Linked DNA regions of Triticum aestivum: region 1 is linked to region 2. Evidence: chromatin contacts called from public Hi-C data. All regions are on one chromosome and are shown on one strand. The core of a region is the stretch at or near the end of the contact, and the rest is flanking DNA. Distances in the headings are between cores, read along the strand shown.

Region 1 (6,771 bases), core at 2,911-5,410, 160 kb before region 2:
TTTGTGCAACGCGGTCGTCCCCATGCCGAACCACAGAGGGACACCCCTGTCCCATAGGTGACCGTGCTTCCACGCCGACAGTGGGCGACGGTTGAGGGGAGGGCGGGGCAGCGAGACTAGCGTGGGAGCGCGGCCCGCAGGCGGTGGTGGCTGGCAGTCCGGCCGGTGGTCCGTTGGGGGCGGTTGGGGAAGAAGCCGTCTGGAGGTTGAAGAAAGGATTCGGTTGTTCGTTTTGCATTCGACGGTTGGAAAGAATCAACTGACCCAGTTTCAATTTTCAGTCGACTTACACCTAGCCACTCCCTAATAATGCATGTTATTGAACAAATAACACACAAGTTAACTAAATCCCCCCCCCCACACACACACGCACGCACAACTAACACTCACAAGGTCACAACCACTAGCAGAGCTAGATAGGATCTTTTTTTTGGTGGTGGTGGTGGGGCCACACGGAGGCACTGACACAATGTCCACTAAAAATCGGAGTCGTTGAGTTTGAAGATTGACGAAATCACCATTGTCATCTCTCCATCGACGACGAATATGTCGCCTACCCTGAAAGAATAATATGTCATCATAAGACATACAAGACTTCTGATCTAGGGTCTAATCCTCATCGGATCAAGAGTACAACCACGTAACTTTCTTGTGCCTTCTGGTATGGTATTACAAGTCAAATTGAACAGAAACACATATTTGTGTTAGTATAAATAAAAACTTTGAATGCCATTATAAGATAAAACAAATATAGCTATAGTAATATTTATGTTTGGCCAAAACATATAGTTGTATTTGATCATTCCAAATTGTTATGACCTATACCAACCAATATAGGCAATCCATTATTTATTAAGAATTTCTAGGGTATTTTCATATACAACGTGTGCCTTGAACTGAATCCATGAGGTATTGATATTTAGGAAGTGAAACTCCATCAGGGTCCCCTTTGGAAATAATAATATTTAAGAATAATCCATACAAGATACATTGAAGTAGATTTTCAAGTTTTTTTATTTGAAAAAGGTAGATGTGTTATGGAAGTGAAACCCTAGGAAAGTACAACAAATCTAACATTCATATAAATCACCAATCATCCTGTTTTTTCATGGATATACATACGTGTTTCTTTCATTTTCTAATTGTTTTGGTCCTTATCTTCATTTATCTTGATTTTTCAATAATACTACTAAGTTGTCAACTTTATTGGAATTTCCCCTCATTTTCTCTAGGTTCTCTTGATATTAAAAAGTGAGTTGACAAACCAAGTAGACCATCAATCGAAACTCTTTGAGTTATGTGGGATTCATATATGTCCGGTTTTGAATGTTCAAGATCGAATTTATCTGTTGTCGCAATCTAAAGACCAAAACTAGATTCATAAATAGTTGAGAGATTAGAAGTTCACATTTTCCTTATACTAACTATATGGACTATGATATGTTTGAGATAGGCTACCAACATAGCTCTAGGTGATTTGTGACAGTCTAATTTTCACCATTCCGCATGGGGAAATCGACCTGTTTCTCAAATCTCATTTGGCCTCTGCTTGCATACATCGAGCTACCTTGCTGGTGTAGAAGAGGAGAACTTCCACAGAGGTGGAGTGGCCACAGACCCCTGTTGCGGTGGTCAGGCTCAGGCAGCTGGCGGAGAACGTTCGCCGAAGAATTTGGTTGTTCTTATCTTGTTTCTCCTCTGGCACGCATTGTTATTAATTTTATTTCAAAAGAAGGTTGGAACCCCAGGCCTCTGCAGCATTGCGATGCACACATGCATTATTTATTAATCATTCAGCGGAGTACATAATAAAGACAACCACGGCCGAAACATTACAAAGATACGAAATAAACACATATGATTAAGTCTACTTCGCAACACCGTTTTCAAGAAGAAATAAACATCCTTGCGCCATCGTCGTGTTGTCCGACCTAAGACGACCTGAACAAGGATATTCATCCTGGTTGCCCACCAGCCAATGAAGACCGTGTGCCGCCTGTTATGTTTTACATCTACCGGTTCGATGTGTTGGCCTTGCACATTGGGCTGCCATGGCAGCGTTTTGAACACAGAGGATGAGTCCCTTCACGGGCATCCGATGGTAAAAACCTTGACAACATAGAGAAAAGATTATCACATGACTCGCGCAAAAAGGAGAGAAAAGAGGATCATATACAAATACAATAAAAGTAGCTCGACGCATGGTACCCACGACCAGACGGCATACGTACACCGATACAGGCAGGCTGAGCCGGGTGTGGGCGCATCATACGGCGCGCTGGCGCGTGCCTGTGCTATGGATGGCCGGAGGAGGACCACGCACGCATGCATCTCCGGATTATCTTTCTTGTGAGCTAGCCAGCCAAGGCACCCCGCGCATGACACACATATAATGTTAGCAGCTAGCTAGCCAGGCACCGGCTATGTAGCCATAGGTGAGGTAGCGAGCTGCTATCACACACTCGTACATCGATCTCTTCTCCCGATCGTGCAGGAGCCGTACCGCTGTTGCTCGATCCGGCCGAGACGCGCAGAGACCAGGTCAGGGCCTGGTTAGTGTACTGGCCGGGCCATGCTTCTACAACGTGTCCTTGATGTGGGATCGGGACCTCATCACAGCCCATGCATAATTGGTGGTCCACTCTCCCCCAGCCTGCGCGCGCGCATGCCTCCTCCCTCAGCTCCGGCCGGCCATCCACGCCCTCGCTGTGCCTGTCGCTCCCTCTCTCGATGCTCGATCACCACGGAGTTTTATACACTGGACATCGATCTCTACATTATGATCTGCTCAGGTAAGGATTAATTGGTGCAAGCTGCTGCAGTACAATGTCAAAAAGGTTCGAACTTCGAGCAACCCATGGATTGTATTTTCTTGGCCGCAGCTGCCTGCAGGTATGTGCCACAGCTATGTCCGTATGTGCTAAAGGAGACAGTGGTGAATTTATGACGAAGATGCTGAAAAGGCCACCAGACATGGGATTAATGTTGATGCCAGAAACTACAAATGTACACGACGCATGGTAGATTGGTAGCGGTACGGGCATATGCTCGATATGGGCAGAAAAACTTAGAGGACCACTGGCTACGAGAGAGAGATCCATCCATCGGCAGGAAAATCTCTTCCATCGTCCCTCTTGTCTTTCTGTATCCATCGGCACAACTAACTATACACCGTAATTCCGTATGCAGATCGCCGTTGGAGGTCGAGGTACGCGCAAACGTATGCGTGCGTACTGCTCCTTAATTGGGCAGGCTAGACGCCTTTCTGATTACTTTTATTAGGGGAGGACGTACGTACGCCTTTTTATTGAGAATAACTTCATTGCACTAGTCGTTGTACGTACACATGCATGTAGCTAGCGCAAGCATGCATGCATGCGGTCCTGTGCAGCGTGCAGGCAGCAGGCATGCGTACGTACGAGTAACTACATACTGAACGGTGCACATTTGTGAAGTCCTAACTGCACAGTGTCAGATGGCGTAATAAACAGTACCGTGGCACCAAAATTCTCATCTCTCCTGATAGGACAGGATAAATGTGTTATTAGAGAGGGCGGAGACTTTTTGAAACAACAACCTTAATAAAAGCCTCTGCACTTGTGTCCCTCCGTCCTGTGCAGAGCGCGAGCAGCAGATCCAGCGCTAGGCACTGGCTCGATCGGTCGATGAGGTGGCAATGACGGGGAGATCTGCTGGACGTATGTTACGTGCGTAGTACTACGTTGGTTCCCCTCTAGCTAGTCCCTGTAGCTCATCGCCCCCCACTACCGATCTCTTTCTCAGCCCCAGGCCACGTCTTTCTTAGGTTTAATTGGCGCATGTGATCAGATCGATGGAAGCCTATCCAACCACATCCCAACAAGCTGCATTATTATGACCCCTGCCCAGACCGTGCAATTTGCAACTCCATGAGACCATGAGAGAGAGTGTGTGTGTGTGTTGATGTGAGTGTGTGTGTGTGTGTGAGAGAGAGAGTGGTGTGGCATCTGTGTAGCATGAGAGAGAGAGAGAGAGAGAGAGAGAGAGAGAGAGAGAGAGAGAGAGAGCGATTGGTGAGCTGGGTGTCCTGGCCAAAGGAACAAATCTAGGGGACTACGTGCATGCATGCAGATGCAGGAGAGGGTGGGAGGACCCAAACAATTCCTACCAATTCCGGGCAGAGAGGGCCCGGACCGAGGCCCACCGCCGCGACGGGCCCCCTCGGCTGCGCGCCCTGACGAAACCGTTGAGCTCTCCCCCGTTGCGTCGCTTTCGCTCGCCGACGGTCCCCCATACTTCCGGGCTCCGTCCCATGGCCGACCTGTGTCAGCCTGTGTGTGTTCCGTCTCGGCCTCGACTGAACTGCACTATATATTTCTCAAAAAAAAAAAAAAGAGAGTGAACTGTATATATCCCCATCCCCTCCCTGCCGTGGTGTGCCGTGCACGGATGCCACCATATTATATCCCGGTTCATGACAATGACATACGATCTCCCGATAACGTTTAGCAACACTACTTGCCAGTAAGAATGTAAGATGATGCGATTAACTCCGTCGTAAAGTCAGGAAAAAGGGCACGAGATGACGGGTACCCTGTAGATTAGACAGCTACCAACTGTACTGCATTCTTGTGCACATTTACCTGCGACATTATTTTGTTGTCAGGGACATAAACCGTGTGCATTTACAAAAAAAATATGCCGACAGTTTCGTACGAACGTCTTCAATTATTGGTGTAATCAAGCTACACTCTCAACTCCCAACACATCGACATACCCGGAAGAAATCATGTTTTTAGTTTAATTAGTTAGCTGACAGTATGTCCTACTACACATAGGCCGGCCTCCAATTAAAGTAACATCAATTCTCGCGGCTACTAACGCAGGTGATGAGGCCAGAAGATTACATGGAGTTCTTAGCTGTTTGAGTTTATGTGCGTGTGCCTTTTTCGCCATCAAACTATGTCCGTCCGCGGACAGGAAAACAATAATTTCAGTCTGGATCGGGATATCAATGTCAAGCATGTTACTACTACTCAACGCCTATTTTATGTGCGGTTGTGGGCGCGCGCATGACAGTACGTGTAACGTGTGTTGGGGTTTGTGAGACAATATTGTTTAGGTTTTCTTATAATCAGAAAATCCTCGTGGTGGAACCGTTCAAATTGCAGGACGATTTCTTTTATTGAATCTTGGCTAGGAGGTTGTGAAGATATTCCGATGGGAGCCGCAGAGAACAACTAGTCCACTTGGCATGAGGGGTTAGGTCATTAGCACTTGTGATGTTTAAGGACAATCGAAAAGGTTAGGGCATGAGTAGGCCCCGATGCATGAGTGCAAAATCATCTTTTCCTTTTCCTTTTTCTTTAGGGAGTTCAAAGATCTTTTTTTAGGGTAGGGAGTTGCAAGATCTACATTTCTGTCCAAGTCACAACGTGCTCTCTCAATTCTCCTTTTTTGAGATAAACTTTCTCATTTCTCATACAAATAACGGGAAATAAAGGTCTTATGGGGGCCTTGCTCGAACCTCTTGGGCCGGACAGGAAAGTTGAAAGTGATACACCGGGCCTACAGGAACATAACCTGAGAAAAACTTAACCTCTTAAATTGTTGGAAAGACGAGAGCATAATTTTATTAATCATTATTTGAATATCTTCATAATTGTTTAATAATGAAGAAATTATTCATGTATCTAAGTATAAAAAATTCATCTCTTTTTCTTGAAATATCTATACATACGAAACGTCTGTGTATTTTAAAAACAGTTCACACGTTTTAGAAAATTGTTCATGTCTATGAGAATATGTGTTCATGCAATTTCAAAAGTGCTTACATATTTTTTTCATCAAAATGTAAAACAAAAGGAAAAAAATGAAAAGAAACCAAAAAAACAAGAAAAGTGGGATATATAATAGAGGAGCAAATGAAAAATAGAAAATAAAATAATGTAGGAAAACAGAAGAGTCGGAGTCTTGGCCTGTCCCGTTGGTGCATAGCGGCGGGCACGGGAAGGAAAAGATTAAAGGAAAAAAAAGAAGGGGGGGGGATGTAATAAGAAATAAAAATGTAAAAAAAAGTAATAGGACAACAGAAGAGTCGCCTATTCTGTTAGGTCTCGGCCCATCCCAGTGACGTGCGGGTGCAGGTGCAGGCACGGCGATTTCCTATTTAGCGCTTATAGCGCTAGTTCTAGCAGAACTCCTAATTGGCGCCTTGTGCGCCCGCTACCCCAGTGGCGCTCATGCGCTAGCTCTCATGGGCCAAGCCAGGAACGACCGCATGCACCCATGCGTCAGCTGCTCTCTCGATTGCTCTCCCTCCCTTTCACGGTTGACCCGATCGGCTATCAGTCGGCTAACCATTGACTTATTAAAAAAGCTCATTGATTCAAAAAAATCACAAAGTTCAAAAATGTTAATTGATTTAAAAAATCATAGACTCAAAATTCTCTTGAACATGATTTTTTTAGAGAATTTAAATAAAATTGCAATTTTTTAAAAATAAAAAAGTTCATGGATTTAAAAAATAAAAAAAATGAAAACTCCATAAATTTGAAAACGTTTACAAAAATGGAAAAACATTGTGAATTTAAACAGAGTTCACGAATTTAAGAAATGATCACAAAAATAAAAACTGAGTTTGTGAATTTGAAAAAATTGAAAAACATTATTGAGTTTAGAGTTCATAAATTTAATAAAATTTTTAAATTTGAAGAATGTTTACGAATTTGTGAAAAGTTTCATGATTTTGAAAATAGTTCGTGATTTAAAAAATCATAGTATTTTTTAATA
Region 2 (5,927 bases), core at 179-2,678:
GCAACACATGACTAGCTAGCTCAGAGCAAACCAGAAGCTAGGGATGTGACAGAAAGTATGTGTAACTGTCCACCCAGAATAAAGAGTTATTGTTTCAGAAAGACTGTGTCTCGTTTCTCCGACCATGGATGTATTCGAGTCTTATGGGGAAAAGTACGCAAACCTCTGCAGAGTGTACAAAATAATCATGGTTAGACGTGTCCCCGGTTATGGACGTTTTGAATATCTAGTTCTTGGATTATCATGTGGATCTCATCACTCTTAATATAATTTGATTGGGTTTAATGATGATGCTTAATTGGGATTGAGTTGGATGAACCTTCTCAATGTTTAATAACCACCATGATAGTTAAATAAAATTTATTCCTTTGTTGTAGGGAAAAATTGGCTTTATGCAAAACTGTAACCATAGAGCTTTCCATCAGCCAAATATGCATGTAGTGATAGTATTTATTCTCTTCATTACTCTATGTGTTACATTGCGAGCATATTCCATGTGCTGGCCCATTTCGGGCTGCAACGTTCATGTTGCAGACTTTTCAGACGACGAGTAAGGTGCCTTAGGTTGTGATCTTTCACTCAGTGATGCCGCTGGAGTTGATGGACTCACTTTATCTTCCAAGTCTTCCGATGTTATCGTATTTAGATGGCCTTAAGCCATATTTATTATAGTAAGTTCTCTTTTGAGACATTTGATGTAATAAATGTGTGATTGTTACTCTGTTATAAATCTTTTAAGTATTGTGCGTGTCAGCATTATCGATCCAGGGATGACACTAATGCATAGAGATCGGACTGTTTGAGGTCTGGTCGCTACAAACTCCTTTGCCAGTCAGTTGTCACTGCCCTGCCCTATGCTAGGGTGTTGTTGCCACCATCTGCACCGCAACGCCACTTCCAATCCTCCCTTAATTCCATGGTCCAACTCCGTATTTGCTTTCTGAATATGTGATAGTATATGAACACCACATACACAATATAAAAAATAATTGCTTATAGTGAAAAGAATGTGCGTGTGAGTTTATAAGGTTGAATGTATGCGCGTATATATAATCGCTTGCATGTGTAGTGTGTTTTGAAAAAACAAAAAAGTGGTGCCGACGTGGGCAAGTCCGACGATGTCCAGCAAGCGTCCCATTTACATCGTGAGCCACAGCCCATGTCAGAATTCCAGCGGTGGTCGTCGTATTCACCTACGAGTGAGCGATGCCGGTTTGACGGTTTTGGAAACCGCTGCGCGAGACACGGCGGCTAGGCTATCGAGCAAGTTCACGGCAGCAGCTGATGTGGGTCGTTTCTCCGCCGCAGCACACCATCGCCGCGGGAACGTAGCCGTTCCTTCTGCCGGATTCTAGCGCATACCACAGGCGGGCCGCCACCCCGTCACATCCAAAACCAGCGTCCACTGCCCACAGGACACGACACCACGGAACCCGACCCCTTTAAAAAGCCGCGGACGCCTGCTCTCGGACGGTAACAAGTCAACACCACATCCAGAGTACACACAAATCCCGAGCTACCGAAAACCGATTCCTTTTCTTACCGCACCGCGAAGCCAAGGCGAAGGCGAAGGTTATCATCGGCGATGTTCCTGGTGGGGATAGTGGCCGAGCTGCTGGAGGACTACACGATGCTGGTGGCGGAGGTGCTGGAGCAGCTGCTCGACGGCGCGCCGTTCCCCCGCCGGATGCGCACGCTCATGCTGCGGAGCCTCCCCTTCGTGGCCCCGCCGCTCGCGCCGCCGCCGCCGCCGCACGCCCTCCGCGTCACCACCCGAGGCTGATCGATCCAGCCGACTGCCTCTGCTAAGCCTCGTCCGATCCCATAGGTTCATCCGGATTGCCTCTTTCGGTTTATTCTGTTGATTCGTTTGGTGTACAGACCGACTGTACTACTTGTACTATGATGTCTCTTATTATCCAGCGGTGGAAATGAGACTGAGTTTTCCATGGCTCCTTTGTAAATAGTTCTGGTGAGATCAAGGGGCCTTTCAATTTGAGCTCCTTTTTCATGTGGATAATGCATACTACTAGTAGAACTGTGGATGATGTCTTTTGCTGGATGGGAACATGAGTTCATGACTGATTGTCTGGACGAATGGATTTTGTCGATCCTTTTTAAACATGACACTAGGTGACCAGAGATGGCCACTGAAAAGAACCGCTGGACTGTTGTGGCTGGTTTGCGATACTTAACGATGGATGCTCTGTTTGGCATTCCTTTGGTCGGCCACAATTTAGGGTTTATACATTATACACGTCGTATCAATATTTTCCATCAGTGACGCATTTCGTGATACACTGGTTGTCTGGTTCGGAGATTAAATAAAGTTTACGCCTTTGGCTACAGGAATGTTAACGTTAACGTAATCAGGTCACAACGTTTTAGGGGGTGTAATGATTTTCTTCCTAGTTTGTTTGGTTCGTGCGGGGTAAAGGAATTGGATACCATTGCTCCAATGCATGAGGAATATCTCTGCCCGATGCCCTGTTGCTCGCCGGCCACCCTTCTCCCCGTCAACGACCTGCTCGGCCTGGCCGCCCTGAGCATGCGCGCCGCCGTTCTCAAGCACCGCCGGCCGCCGCTGAGGATGCGCGCCGCCGGTCAGTCCCCGATCCGCGCGCCGCTGGGGCCGATCTCAGGCACCGCCAGCCAGATCCCAATCTTCGCCCGCCGCTGTGGACGTGCTTTTCCAGCCCCCAAGAAAAGAATCGAACAGCAGCCAGAAAAACGCATGAGAAAGAGGGAACAGACAACAGGCAGATGTGGGCGGAATCAGATTTGTACAACGATGTAATCTGATTACACGGGATCTCATTACGGAGAAGTTGAAACAAACAGAAACTAACGTATTCAGATCCCGTCGTTATCAGGTTACTTACAGATAGCCGAACCAAACACCTCCCTAGTTTCAGGGATTGGGTCGCTGCCCTGTTATCCAAATCTTCCTCGGTCCTCAACAGGATCTCTGGCGCTCCCATTCTTCATAGCAGGGGCCTTCGGCAGTGGGGGTCTTCTATCCCCGCTGCTCTTTGTGTTGGCCATCGATCCTCTCTTTGACGTGGCCATTGAGCAACGACTACTTCACAAAATTGGTGGGAGGGGTTCCACTTTCTGCACATCGCTCTACGTGGACGACACCGCTATCTTCGTTGCCCCCATTAAGCAGGACATATAAAATTTGGCTACCATTTTGAGTTTCCTTTGGAGAGGTGATTGGCCTCACCACGAGCTTCCTCAAGAGCTCCATTGTATCCATCTTAATGATATTCTTCAGAGCTTCTTCGCCAAGCGCACTTCATTTCCGATCAATAATTTTGGGCTTCCGCTTTCAGTACTAAAAGGCATGCATCATCAACCTCTGGAAGATAAAATTGCGGTCAAACTCCCCCCTTGGCAGGGTGAGGGACATTACCTCTCGCACTGCGCTAGTCAAATCGGTGCTTACTTCTCATGCCATCTATTACATCACCTGCTTGTCGTCTCCTCTGGGGGAAGAAGTGTTTACAAGATCGAGCGTGCTTTTTTATGTTCGCCTAGTGACAAGACCTCCGAAGCCAAGTGCAAGTTAAATTGGAAATTTGTTTGTTGACCGACCCATTTTAGGGGTCTCTATATGTTGCACCTGGATAAATTCGCAAGGGTCCTGCGATTGCGATGACTTTGGTTAGAGTGGACCGACAACTCTAAGTTGTGGATTAGTACGGGAAACCCATGCGACGAGATTGACATGAAGCTTTTTTATACTTGCACGACCATTTAAGTGGGCAATGGAGCCAAGAAGCCTTTCTGGGACTCGGCATGGTTGGATGGCAAGCGGCCATTAGATATTGCCTCCCATGGCGAACCTTCATCAACGATTTTCCTGGTGGGGATAGCGGCGGATCTATTTGAGGACTACATGATGCTAGTGGCGGAGGTGTTGGAGCATCTCTCAATGGCATGTCATTCCCCCATGGAATGTGCACGCTCATGTCGTAGAGCCACCCTTCGTGGCCCCATCACTGTTCTCGTCACCGCCACCGCATCTCGTCCATGTCACCAGCATTTTTGAAATTCCAACTCCCTTCGGAAATTCTTGATCTCCTTTCTAACATTGCAGAAAGACTCTCCGCTCCAGCATCGAAGATCAGAAGCTAGTCTAGCCATCTGGAACCGATCATCATGCACCATCGATTCATGGTTGTTCAACTTCCGTGCATCATCAATGATTGGTTTTAATTGTTCATGGGTATCCCACATCACTTCATAGCGAACTGCCTGCTTTGGCCCGTCTTGATTTATATCGTTCTGCAACCACAACAAGATTCATATGAAGTATGAATACTGAACAAGGAGACAAGCTGCCGTATCTGAAGGCTGCTTGCAAGAGGGAAAAGAGTGCATATCAGGAGTTCCCGAAGCTAGTACGATCTCATGATACGGCAGCATCCGGGCCATCAAATGTGAGATCTAACGGTCTCCTGCAATGCTCCCACAAACGGACCTCTTGGAGTCACCTAACTAGTAATTACATGCATGCCTCAAATCTCTGAAAATGACCATTGGATCTCAAATCTAATAGCCTAGGTGACCCCGTATCATGGAGCATATGATCTCTAGGAATTGTTTGACCATCTGTGTTGTGCAAGGTGGTTAACTATCAGACATGATAACCTAGGCGCAAAGAGTTTCAACTTCATAGTTAACCAAGCCTTCAACACAATGGGCTAAAGGTTCGAGAAGTGGCCCCTAGGAAATGGTATTTTTTTGGTAGATGTAGTAGGGTATTTTGTTGCCGGCGGTGGATTTCCAAATGAGAGGACTCATATTCCGCTCCTTCAGCGTCGGCGCTCACGCGTTCCCAAGTGGGCCGGGGAGCAGCAACACAACAAGTTCGCTCCCTGCCCCCCTGCTCGGCCAAATCCTATTCAGCGCCTTAAGCGCTGGATGTAGTGCATTTGGTATAGGGCGCACACCCCTCACACCCCTTATGTACGCATAGTTTTATAACGGGCCGGCCCATCCCACTTCCTTCTGTTTCTGCAAAAAGTTTGTTCGAGCCAGGGCTCGAACCCGCAACGCTCTTCCTACAAGTACGCCGCCACAACCACCAGACCAAATAACCTTGTGTGTTTACGTTGTCGGTTGTTTGTCCTTTTGTTCCTTTTTTCATCTTTTATAAAATTCGTGAAAAACCACTGCGAAAGAAATTCCTGAACTTTTTCTTGAAAGTAGATGAAATTTTTTATAGTTGTGAACTTTTTTCTTCAAAGTAGATGAACTTTTTTCAAATTTTATGACTTTTTTTCAAAGTACCGATTTTTTTAAAGATTGATGAACTTTTTCAAAATATTATTAACTTTTTCACAAAATCAATGAACTTTTTTTCAAAGTCATGAACTTTTTTGGAAAATCGGTGAACTTTTTTCAAATTCATGAACTTTTTATAAGTTTGATGATTTTTTTTCGAAAATCAGTGAACTTTTTAGAATCCATGAGAATTTTATTTTCGAATTCTTTTTCTGAAATTTCAAAAACAAATCTCAAAAGTCAATGGCCAATGGTTGACGATCTACCACTACCAGTCAACCACGAAGAAACGGTCGAGCAGGGAAAGCAAGGGAAGCGCGCAACGTACGCGAGCTCGTCGGCTCGTTGTTGGGCCGGCCCAATGTAGCCAGGCGCACGGGCGCTGGTTTCCTCTACGGGCGCATAAGGCGCCAGTGAGGAGCTCTCCCCTGCTCGCTCCAGGTATTGTGTCGCTCGCTTCGCTCTCTCAGGCGCTCGCTAGTGTTTTTTTTCATTTTCTTGTGTTGTTGGTCTGGTAGAAAATACTTTTGAAAAAAAATTGTGACATCAGAAAAGGTTTAAATATTTTACAAAAAAAAAGTTCATCCATTTGAGGAAAAGTTGGCGAATTTGAAAAAGTTCATAAAAATGGAAAA

What was found. A called contact is a pair of places that touch in the nucleus more often than the background predicts.
Region 1: a Hi-C map of leaf shows a contact between it and region 2, with 7 times the contacts expected there. The contact joins two enhancer-like sites. A contact is called at or near these places in 3 of 5 Hi-C or Micro-C datasets (all in leaf).

Annotation. Positions count from the first base shown.
Region 1 is chr2B:595,268,945-595,275,715 of IWGSC CS RefSeq v2.1, reverse strand. No RefSeq gene overlaps it. Among protein-coding and RNA genes, the nearest start is that of LOC123041743, 170 kb to the right of the region's middle. Within about 2 kb of position 4,160, at least 6 of the 8 cell types and tissues checked have an H3K27ac peak or open chromatin away from gene starts, as enhancers often do. A contact at or near this core is called in leaf, where this site is marked.
Region 2 is chr2B:595,106,347-595,112,273 of IWGSC CS RefSeq v2.1, reverse strand. It overlaps the pseudogene LOC123041744. Among protein-coding and RNA genes, the nearest start is that of LOC123041743, 6.3 kb to the right of the region's middle. Within about 2 kb of position 1,428, at least 3 of the 8 cell types and tissues checked have an H3K27ac peak or open chromatin away from gene starts, as enhancers often do. A contact at or near this core is called in leaf, where this site is marked.